Linked DNA regions of Rattus norvegicus: region 1 is linked to region 2. A link is a contact called in public Hi-C data. All regions are on one chromosome and are shown on one strand. The core of a region is the stretch at or near the end of the contact, and the rest is flanking DNA. Distances in the headings are between cores, read along the strand shown. Region 1 has its middle 88 kb from the start of Kctd1. Region 2 holds the start of Kctd1 (potassium channel tetramerization domain containing 1).

Region 1 (6,051 bases), core at 3,501-6,000, 86 kb before region 2:
CTGCCTCTGCCCTCCCCTACCTTGTGTGTGAGTGTGTGTGAGTGTGTCCTTGCATGTCTGTATCTGTCCCTATCAAAGGACTTTGCTCTATATTAGACAGAAAGGGTCATATGAAGAAGGAATGGGATACCTGACAGAAATCTTTAACAGAGTTTCACAAGTCACTGGCTTTAACTGACCCCATGGAGAAACAAATACGCTCAAACACTATCCAAATGCTGTTTCCAGCACTTGTTCGTTTTATAAGGATGCTTTCAGCCTATTTTCTGTTTTCAGCATTCATTACTGTAACTTTACACACACGGGCACACGCGAGCACAGGCATATGCACCTTTGGGTCATGGTCATGGAAGATTATATAACTTAAGATGGGTAGCTGTGCATTAGCTTAGGTTATGAAAGTTGGTTATATAGGAAATCCAAGGCAAGTAAGGCAGGTTAAATAAACAGGCTTAGGATGCACTAGGACAACTGTCTTAAGTGACTTTAAAGCATATAATAACTTTGGCTCTGGGGTCCAGCAAAGTCCCAGTCCCTGTGAATGTAACAGGTATTTTTATAATACCAGCCCAACTTTAGCATTGATCTCACCATTGTTCCAAGACATTCCTAGCTCACTATTTAATCAGGTCAATCTGAGTAAATATTTTTTTTTTGAGATGGTGGGTTTCTCTGCTTAGCATTAAAGTTGTGAAGACCCTTCTGCCTTTGCTGTAACACCTCGTTCTGAACGTTTTTCACAGGGACACTGCTATGTGTCCTTCACTGCCACCAGATCCCAGCCACTCTCTTCCCAGGCTTCCCTCTCACTACTACCCCAACCGTAGGAGAAAAAGGAAAGACTAAAAATGGTTCGAGGGATGGAGATATTGCTCAACGATTATAGGTACTTTACGTACAAGTGTGAGGACCTGAGTTTGGGCTCTCAGACCCCGCATAAAAGGTCTGGTGTGGTGGTACCCAACCGTGACTCTAGCAGTGGGGATCTAATGCAGTGAGGCAGATGCTGGGAGCTCACTGACCATCCAATCTGGCTAAAACAGAAAGCTTCGATTCAGTGGGAGATCTTGTCTCAAAGACTAAGGTGGGGAACATTTGAGGTGGATACCGGATAACACCCTCTGGCCCTTACACAAGTCTGAGCACGTGCACACGCCAGTGTATGCAGCCCTTACATACACACAACAAAGTGGTGTGACATTATTGCCGCCAGAACGTCCCCACTGTAGAACCCCTGCTAAGCAAAGTGTATTTCTATCATTCTCTTGCCACGTCAATCAAAAATGTCGATTTGTTTTCTACTCAGAGCTGACAGTGACTCAGTTAGTCCCTGCTGCTGAGACAGCCTGATGCTAGGAAAACTCTTTCTGAAGTGAAAAGAATGTTAACCGGACAGGTTTCAAAGGCTCTCGGGAGGCAGGGATGCCTTTCCTTCATGAATCCTTCCCAGGCATCTGCTGTCATTCGTTCTTAATATTGGCGAAGTAAATTCACTTTGCTGAAAATCTGTAGCTAACGGAATAGAAGATGTATGCAAAAGTCAAGTCCAAAAGTCGGCGTGTGAAAGAAATAAAAGACTAGGTTGACCCAGGATATTGACCATCTCCCTCAAACATGCCCTCTCTGAGATGCCATGTTCACACCTGCTCCTGTCAGTTTCTTACTACAATGCCTTGATGGACTCCATTTGTCTAAACCTTGGTGTTCAGAACTATAAAGGGGGTGGCAGTAACTTTCCGTCCTGTGGCTGAGGTAGCAGTATGGGACGATTCTAAACAAGCAACAGCTTGAGGATTATTCTGAGAGTGGGGTGCATATGCCCAGCACATATTGGCCCTCAGAAGCTAGAATATTGTATTATTAAGAGTAGAGGCTGTGTTTATTTTCCTTGCTTCTTTAGTTCTTTCAGTTAGGTTGGCTTTTGTCTTAAATATTTATTTTCATTGTGTATTTATGTGTACTATTGTGTGTGCATGCTCACAGAGGCCAGAAGAAGGTTTCAGACTTCCTGGAGCTAGAGTTGCAGGCAGTTGTAAGTTGTCTAACTGTGGGTGAGGGGAACCAAGCTCTGGTCCTCTGGAAGAGCAGCAAGCGCTCCTAACTTCCCAGTCTTTTGTTTTTTCTTTCAGCGTTTTATTTATATTTTTGTGTATGTGTGAGCGCCTGTATGCATGTGTGTGCCCTGTGTGAGTATCCGGTGCTCTGAGGCCAAAAGAGCCTGTCAAATCCCCTGTCAAATCCCCTAGAACTGAGATCACAGGTGGTTTACAAGCCGTCCTTTTGGTACTGGAACCAAATCCAGATCTTCAGCAAGGAGAGCAAATGCTCCTTAAATGCCTTGCTGTCCCTTCAGGCCGTGAGTTTTTGTTTGTTTTGTTTTGTTTTTCCTCTTCTTTTTGAGTCAAAGTCTCATATAGTCCCAGGCTGGCCTCCAACTTGCTACTAGTCAACATTGGCCTTAAACTCCTGATCATTCTGCTTCTGCCTCCCAAGTTCTGGGATTACCGATGCTCCCTGCCCTACTCAGTTCTTTATGGCATACAGAATTAGTGTTCAAAAGTAACTTTTGAATACATGAACATAGATTAAAACACTAGGTGCTGACTTTGCCTTCCCATAAGCCCCCCTGGCCTGATTGTTATAGGCTTTTTCTAACTAATTAGGTCAATCATTTGAGACAAGCAAACTTTGTTGATCTGGGAACTTTGCTTCTAAGATAGTCCTCTTTCACTTTTCCTTTTGTTTTGTTTTGAAGATGGGGTCTCATGTAGCTGGTCTGGAGCTTGATATGTAGCTAATGATAACCCTGAACTTGTCTCATCCTCCTCTCTCACCTCCTGGGTGCTGGGATTACAGGTGTGCCACTACAACTAGTTTTAGCAGTGATGGGAGACTGAACCCAGGGTTTTACGTATGCTAGACTACATTCCTCGTCCCCATTTACTTCTTGATTGTGCACAAGAAATTCCTCCTGGGTACAAATGTTGTAGGGTTTCAAAATACTGCAGACATACAGAGCTGGTCTTTGAAGACTGGCAAGTAAGACACCCTCTTCAGACCCCACCCTGGGAATCAGAAGATTCTTACTCTGCGGAGCAGTTCCGGAGCTGGTGCGATGCCCATTCCATCCAGCAGATGGCAGTGATGCACACTCCTGGTCTCTGCAAGCCTCTGGTCTTTTACTTTCTGGCATTGTCCCACTTTCAGAGAAAGCTGGGTTGAGCCAACTTTTAAAACCTGCCTTGGCTCCTTCTTGGAAACTACTTGCAGCTCAGAGGGACAACTGGAACCATCAACACCTCCAAGGAGCCCATTTTCTCTTAGGCGGTGGTCCAGGGAGGAGAGAGTTTATACTTTGCTAGCACCCACTGATTGTGATTTCCCAGAGAAGGGAATTATGTAAGTGTGTGTGGTGTGTGTGTGTGTGTGTGTGTGTGTGTGTGTGTGTGTGTGTTCTTGAGTGCCTAGTTAAACCAACAAAGAAAAGTGCTTTCGTTCCCTAACATCAGCCATATTATCACATGCTCAGTTGAAAGGACTTGAAGCCAATTAGTCATCAGAAATCTGGAATTTAGTAAAGGTGATCACTCAGTTTGAAGTATTCATGTGCCGCCACGCAGGGAAGAGTGCTACGGTGCTGTTTGTAGTCACCGACAACTTGCTTCTCTAGTTGCTTGGAACTCCGAGTCTTCTGTTAAGCCTGTGATGGTAAATCTAGCTCCATCGATTCCTTCCTCAGAATTAAGATACTAATTCATCCCAGTCACTCTGTAAAATGGGTGAGATTTTTATGCTTTGACCTATGAAAAGCACAAGAAGGTACCCCAGGGCGGCGGGGTTGTGGCTCAGTGGTAGAGTGCCTGTCTTTCATGCAGGAACTTAGAAATTCAATCCCTCGATCATCATAAATGAGGAAAGGTGGCCCAGCCCTGGAATCACAGCATTCAGGAAGTGGAGGCAGGAGGATTAGAACTTCGAGGTCATCCATCCTTGGGTACATAGGGAGTTCAAGCCAGCCTGAGATGCAAGAGACTCTATGGGACTCTAGGGGGGTAAGGGAGAGAGAACATTTCAAAAGAAGTATAAGCACATTGGCTGTAATTCATTCTCAGACCCAGGAAAACCAATGAGTAATAAACCATAAAGCACTAAGCTGTGGGTCCCGTGATAGCTGGGGCCTTGATTTAGATACAAGGGGAATCAACACTGACAGTGTAGGGGGATTATGTTCTAGATGTGTGTGATAACATTTTAATGGGGGCAGGGGTCTTTAGACATTCACAGCCTTTCAGCCAGTTTTAGAAACATGGAGTGTTATCAAGGGCTCTACATGGTCTGCTCTCATTAGTGGATCTTTCTTCTCCTGAGGCTTGCCATTCATTTCTCAAGGAGGCAGAAATGGCCGGATGACTTGCTAAATCCTTCTTTCTTTCCTTGCTATGTAGTCAAAAATGATTGAGCTTCTGATCCTCCTGCCTCCACCTTCCAAGTCTGGGGACGGCAGGCACATGCCAGCATAAGTTTCTTCCCAGCATTCATGAGGGACAACTAGTAAAACAGCGTTTTTGCAAAGGCAACACAAGGTGAATGGAAGTCACATGGCTGTTTGCACTAACTTAGCCCTTCCTTGAGCCGTGGTTTGGGCTTGGGACAAGGGACACAGGCCTTGGGACTTGGAGGCAGGAGGATCTGAGCTCAAGGCCAGCCTGTACCTCTCAAAAATAAACAGGCTGACAAACCAAATGCCCTTTGAAGTCTGAGAGGCAAAGCTGGTGTTGGGGGCTGAACTTTCATGGGTTTGAACTCTGCGGCCTGTGGTATCATCAAATAAAGTGGCTACACACATCAATCTCTAAAGGAAAGCCAGAGTTTCAGGATTGAATCTTCCTTTTTTGGTGGCTCAAATATTTCAGAGATCTGAAGAATAGACACGATGAATCATCCCGAGGTTGCATAAGTCACACTGGCTATACAAGAAGCAGGTGGTTTTCTGAAGGAAAACCAGATCTTGATCTAACTTTTACCCAGTTCACCTATCACTGCAGAGCAGGAAGAACCGTGAGTTCATGACCAGTGGAATCATGGGTACATTGCCAGTTGTGTCTGTTGGTAGGAGATGAGTCAGAGCTGAGAAGGTGAGATGGAATGGGAGTTCTCCAGACCCGTACCTTAAGCAATCAGGGCTATTTCCAGTCATTTCCCCCTTGCAATTAAACCTCTGTGTCTATGAAAATCATTCACAGTGCTGTCCTTTTGCTTCTGATGCATCCTCGTGCTCAAATGCATCAGAAACTATGGATCCTGAAGCATAGAGCACACACCAACCTCAACCAATTCATCCTGCGTAATTATCCAAGAGCCTTCCGTGGTCATTCCTTCTACTTAAAAAAAAAGTGTAAGCCAAACTATATCTCTGAAGTCAGTTCACTCAGTAAAGGTACCCATCAGCAAGGCTCACAACCTGAGTTCAATTCCCAGGACCCACTTGGCAGATAGAGAGAGCAATCAAAGTTGCCCTCTGACCTTCGGATACTGCACACACTCTCACTCGCCCACACGCACACCTTAAGTACATAAGTAAATCAAATGTAATACAATTTCAACGCACTTCAGACTTCAGACACAGATTCAGATTTTCGCTTTGAAAATGTGCTCCTACGTTCTTTTTTTCTTCTTTACTTTCTTTGTACAATTGCAATATTCATGTACTTCAGTTATTTTTGACAGCTCTTCTGCAAACTACAGATGCTGGGGAAGAACATTTCTAAATTACCCCACTACGGAGTAATTTTGTTTTTTAACATGTGAAAAAAGAAAAAAGATTTCTTCTGCTAAGTCTCCGTGTTGCCTCACTCTCCTTATGGAGATGGGCACAATACTTCTAAGCTAGTTGATGGATAAAGCTCTTCGTATGTAATTGTTTTTAACCTCAGATTATGAGTTTGTACAGCCACAAATGGGATTTGTGTGTGGTTGTTCCAGAGCAGATAATGGAGTTTACGAATATCCTGTCTCCCAGGACAGGGGTGTAGCTCAGTTGCCAGAGTCCTA
Region 2 (5,524 bases), core at 1,324-3,823:
CAAACTGCAAGCAATTGGAAGCAGCTCCCCTAGAGGGGAGGGGAGCCGGTGTCTGCGTGGGAGCGAGTTGGGGGAGTGTTGTACTCGCTATGCTGCAAAAGTGGGGAGAACTGGAGAGCGACTCTCTCCTGGACCCAAGCGTGGAACTTGACCCTCTAGTCGAAGTCCGGGACACAGCTTGGAGCCAGGGCACACCCCGGGTTCATAGCGCTTCTAGAAGTCAAGGTTACTGGTAGTTAAGTGACTTGCCAGAGCCCAACAGAGTTCTCAGCACTGCAGCGATTCTCCAAAATCTGGCACCATCACGGGACGAAATTCAGGCACTCCGGAAGTGGCACTGTGGGCTGAGCTTTGAGCCATGTGTGTCCACTTAGCTGCCCACTGCTCCAAGCTCCGAGAATCTAGAATATTTCTTTACATATATCCAGGGCTGAGACGGAGAACAAAATGCTTTGACAAATCTGACAGTCTCCCTAGTAGCACCTAGGGAAGAATTCTCCAGAAGTATAAACCTCCAAGATCCTCGTCTGCTCGGACAGTTGTAATAAGAGGGCGCATGTGGGCGTGTGTGTGTGTGTGTGTGTGTGTGTGTGTGTGTGTGTGTGTGTGTAGTTTCCCAAAGGAGCTGGAGGGAACCTGTGAGACTGGGACTTGTTACAACTTGTTTTACACCTGGCATGTCTTCCTGACGCTGTGGTGTCCAGGGCTGAGGAAGCTCTTGGAGAGCGACGAAAGATGGCCACAGAAAAGCCACTTAGCCGGCCACTTGGCCCAGACTTAGCCTTTCTTTTTTCTTATTTAACATTCCTTGTAAATTACAATTTGATGGATGGTTTCTATTGTGGCACAAAATGATAAACGCCCTGGGAGGGGACGGGGAGAAGGACAGGCGACAGGGAAGGAGGGAACAAATAGTTGAGGCAGGACTCCCCACAGCTGAATTGAGACATAGAGGCAAATTCCAATGACGCACGCGGGGACCTAGCGAGGTTGCCTCCCGGGAGGCATGGCCCGGCACTTGGACGCACTGCTGCGATCTGGCTTCATCGGTTCTTAATGGCCTTGGGTCTCAGGCCTGGCTGGCAAGCCAGTGGACACTCGCTGGAGAAAGTTAGGATGACCGCCCCGGTTACTGCCACCAACAAATAGAATAGTAAAGGTCTTGGTGTCGCGCTAGGGCGCTACCCCCAGGGCCGGGAGTGGGGCTGGTGATGACGCGAGGACGTGCCCAGAGCCTGGGCGCGCCAGGGGCGGAAGTTGGCTGGAAGTGGGACAGTACCTCCTATGGGAAAGCGGGACCCGGCGAGCTCTCTGGCAGTCTTTCCAGTTTCCGAGGTGCTCGCCCCCACGCGCCGGAGGCAGCACAGCCCGGAGGGCGAAAGCAAAGCAGTTGGCAAAACGAGAGCGCGCTAGAGATCCTAATTGCTAGAATTGTGGCGAGAGCGGGGGCGACCCAAACCCAAGTTCACTTTTTCCACCCGCCCGCTCTCGCTTATCCTTTAGGGATCCGCACTGCTTTAGCGCCAACCTGGACACTCCTCGCCCCGGAGTGTTGTGTTATTTTGCTCTAGGGCAGGGAGGAGCGGTCCAAGTGGGTGGCAAGTGGGTCCCTGGGGTCCCGGAAAACTGCTCTTCCCACATCTCCCCTCCCACCAACCCCTCCCAGTCTTTCTTTCTTGCACTTTCGCGGGGCTGGCTAGACCGGCGCGGGCTTGCCCCAGACCTTTGGGGAGCGCCCCAGGTCTTTAATGACAGCTTAAAAGTGGCAGTTGGAAAAGTCTAAACAGATGAGGCTGACGTGGGGCGTGTTTTGCTCCTTAGCAAGAGTCGGGATGGGAGCTGAGAGCCGCGCTGCTGGCCCCAGGCCCCCGCTCCTCGCCGCCAGCAAGTAGGTGGGGGAGCCGCTGCTGCCGCCAGCCCCATCCCGCTCCCAAGCCTCGCCCGCTGCGCCCTGGCCGCGGGCGCACAGAGGGTGCAGGGCCTCCCCGAGCCTCCTCCACCCAGCTCATTAACCTGCCTGCTCCGGGCGGTCCCGGACACCGGCTCCTCGCAGCAGCACCCGCGGCTGGCTCACTGCAGCAGCCTCCCGGATCCCCCGGCTTCGGGGGGCAATGAGGGGGCGGTGGAAGGGGCACTGCTCCTCCGGCATTACCTAGTGAAGCGACACCGCCCCGCCCTCCCGCCGACCCTCCCTCGCGCCCGCCCGGGCCCGCGGGCCCGCTCCGCCAGAGGGTAAGTTGGGAGTGTTTCGCCCCCCACCGACAGCTCTCCCTCCCCTCCCTACTTTTTCCCCAAAGTTTTCCTAGAAGTGGGGATCGGGCTAAAGAAGGAAGAAGGTCCGGCTGGCCTCCCTCTTTTACCGGCTCCTGGCCACAATTATCCCCCGCTTCCCCTCCCTGGCATCCCCTCGCCCCTCCCGTGAGGCGCTCCGGAATGACAATTGGAGCGCGGCTCCTTTAAGAGCCCGGCTTTGCCTCCCGGTAGCTGAAGGTCATTAAACACAAAAGCTCTCAGCGCTGCGGTCCAATATAGCGCATGCGCCCTGCCCGAGGACTGGCAGGGAGACGGCAATATGGCGAGAATGCCTGGCAGCGGGGACTGTAACACCAGCGCGGGCGGCAGCGCCGCCGCTGGGGCCGAGAACAATGGGGAGCGGGGCGAGGGCGAGCGCGGGGCCGGGGGCCGCGGTCGCCGCTACGGCCGCCCGCATTACTGCAGCGCGGGCGAGGAGGAGGAGGAAGAGGAGGAGGAGGACGAGATCCAGGAGGTGCAGATAACGGGGGACGAGGAGGAGGACGGAGGTGGGGGGCTGGAGGAGGACGAGGAGGAGGAGGAAGAGGAGGAGATGGGGATGGACTGGGAAGAGCCCCTGGAGCCAGAGGACTCGGCCGGGGAGGAGCTGGAGCCCGAGCCGGTCCATATGATCCATATGGACCAGAGCGCCGCGCTGGAGCCCGAGGCGCCGCCACGACTGCTGGCGCCCCGGGCCCGCGCGGGGCCGCCCGGGGACAGCGCGGAGCTGGACCCCGACGTGCTGCAGCGCCCCGAGCGGGCCCGGCTGAGCGAGAACACCCGGCTGGCCACCCGCTACGCCGTGCGCATCTTCCGGGAGTACCTGAGCGAAAAGGCTCAGAGCCCAGACTTCGAGACCATGGACAAGGGGGCGCTGTGCCGCGTGCTGCGCTCCTTCTATGCCGAGGCCCGTTCTAAGAGCGGCCAGCTCTACAGCAAGTCCTCGCTCATCAGCATCCGCAGCTCCCTCAACCGCTACCTCAACGAGCCCCCTTACTGTCGCACGCTCGACCTCACCAAGGACCCCGAGCTGCGCAGCGCCAACCTGACGCTGGCCGCAGTCATCCGCAAGCTCGAGGAGCAGGGCGCGGGGCCCGTGGTGCAGAAGCAAGCCATCACGCGCGCCGACCTGCGCAAGCTCTACACCTCCAGCGTCTTCAGCACCAACACGCCCTTTGGACTGCTCAACAAGGTCTGGTTCGAGACGTGCATGTACTTTTGCACGCGAGGCCGCGAGAACCAGCGCGAGCTGGAGGAGGACTCCTTCGGGCTGGCCATGGACGAGGACGGTCGCAAGTTCGTCTACTTCAAGTCGCTCGGGCCTTACCACAAGTCGCGTTCCTCGTCCTGGAGTAAGAAGCGAGCGGAGAGCAGCGACGAAGAGAACTTGCCTCGCATGTACGAGACAGGCACTGAGTTCTGTCCCTACGCCAGCTTTGTCAAGTACCTGTCTAAGCGCAATCCCCTCTGTAAGGCGTTCTTCCAGCGGCCCCGGGACCACTGCAGCGAGGGCGATGTGACATGGTACGAGAACAAAGCCATAGGCAAGAACTTGCTGGGCACCAGGATGCAGATGCTCTCCAAGGCAGCCAAGCTGTCCAAGACCTACACTAACCACTGCATCGGCGCGGTGTCCATCGCCACGCTCAACAGCATCGCGGGCATCGGGACCAAGCTAGGCTCCCCAGCCCCGCAGGGCTGCTACACCGACTCTCTGAACGGGTCAGCTCGTCACCACTCCCACCATGCCCCCACCCATCCTTCCCACCACCACCGCCCCCAGCCGTCCTCGCTGGGTAGCACTTATATCCTCCCCAAAGACAGCCAGGTCGGGCCCGACGTGAAGTCCGAGGCTGCGCCCAAGCGCGCGCTGTACGAGTCAGTGTTCGGGTCCGGGGAAATCTGCGGCCCTTCTTCCCCCAAAAGACTTTGTATCCGTCCCTCCTCGGAACCTGTGGATGCGGTGGTAGTGGTTTCCGTGAAACACGACCCCCTGCCTCTTCTTCCAGAAGTCAATGGGCACCGAAGCACCAATTCTCCCACCATAGTTTCACCTGCTATTGTTTCCCCCACCCAGGTAACCAAAACGACGTCTATGCATGAAATATTTGTCTGGTACCAGTTCGAGACTAACTTTTGCGCTCCTGTAGATCAGGATTGGGGGTAGGATTTTTTAAAAGTAGTTGTTACACTGCACGGTGATTTGATACTGTCCCTAGAAATACGTTTCCTCTTCATGCTTTGGGGGACAGGGACTTTACACCTAACCTTTAAAAGATGCCAAGGATCCCTAGCTTCCAAGTCGCTGCAGCCAAGTAAAGCTAGAAACCTCGAAGTTCTCAGAACAAAAGGTTTAAGCTCGCTCTTGGAATGTCTCCCTGGATGCCTGAGTTTTATAAGGCAAGGACTGCCAGGGCGCTGAATAGAGGTAGTTACCTAAAACACTAGAATGAAGTTACTTTTCAAATGCTCCATTACATACTCGCCATAACTTCTGAAGATACGAAAAACGCTTCTGAATTATTAAAAAAAGAAAACATGCCAGTGCCACTTCCTGTAGATTGCTTCTTTTTTTTTTTTTTTAAGAAAAGGGGCGGAGACTGCAGCGGCCTGCTGTAGAGTACCAATTTATTCTAACATGCAGCCCCGTCGTAATTCGACCTTTGGGGTATCATTCCTATTAGTGTTAACATTATTCAGATTGGAAAGTGATGTCTGAGCTAGGGACAGGATACACAGGAGTGTCCCTGGGCTCTAGTCCGGTTGAAACTTGCTATCTTGGGCCCAAACAAGGAAGAGGAGGGAGGCATTACCCCCAAAGTAGGTCTAGAGCCAGACGAGTAAAATGTGGGCAGTCAGCTCACCGGTCCTGGCTTAGATATTGTCACTCAATCGGTGACAGTACTGACTACACAGAGACTGGGCCTGAGTGTTAGAAACTTTCCCTTGTTCCTGTCCCCAAGGAACCTGTTCATCAGCACTGTCAAGGTTATCCTGCTGTCCTGGATGCTTCTCCAGAGGGAGCCAGAGGAGGTCTCTTGTGCCCCCATTCTGGTGGCAGGCGCCTCGGGGAGTGTATTACTACCTTGACCTCCCCTACTATCAGTAGAAATAGAAGTTCTGTCCCAAGTCTGGAACTCATCACTACCTCTGTGCTTTTTCTCCAAAGTGGAAATTCCAGTTCTGACCGCTTACCAGCTAATGGGCATGCCTCAAGGCTGCCAGGAAGGCT

Evidence for each region. Hi-C and Micro-C count contacts between places; a contact is called where the count stands out from the background.
Region 1: a Hi-C map of frontal cortex shows a contact between it and region 2, with 2.9 times the contacts expected there. The contact joins the enhancer-like site here to the promoter of Kctd1 in region 2. A contact is called at or near these places in 4 of 12 Hi-C or Micro-C datasets (frontal cortex, kidney, mammary epithelial cells and 1 more) and 1 of 1 datasets of contacts at active chromatin or transcription factors (oligodendrocytes).

What each region holds. Positions count from the first base shown.
Region 1 is chr18:6,577,235-6,583,285 of GRCr8, reverse strand. It overlaps a transcript of Kctd1 not described here. Among named protein-coding and RNA genes, the nearest start is that of Kctd1, 88 kb to the right of the region's middle. Within about 2 kb of position 4,750, at least 4 of the 93 cell types and tissues checked have an H3K27ac peak or open chromatin away from gene starts, as enhancers often do.
Region 2 is chr18:6,489,152-6,494,675 of GRCr8, reverse strand. Kctd1 (potassium channel tetramerization domain containing 1) reads left to right here and starts at 2,573. Exons shown (of 5, transcript NM_001100516.1): 1 at 2,573-4,369. The coding sequence starts at 2,573.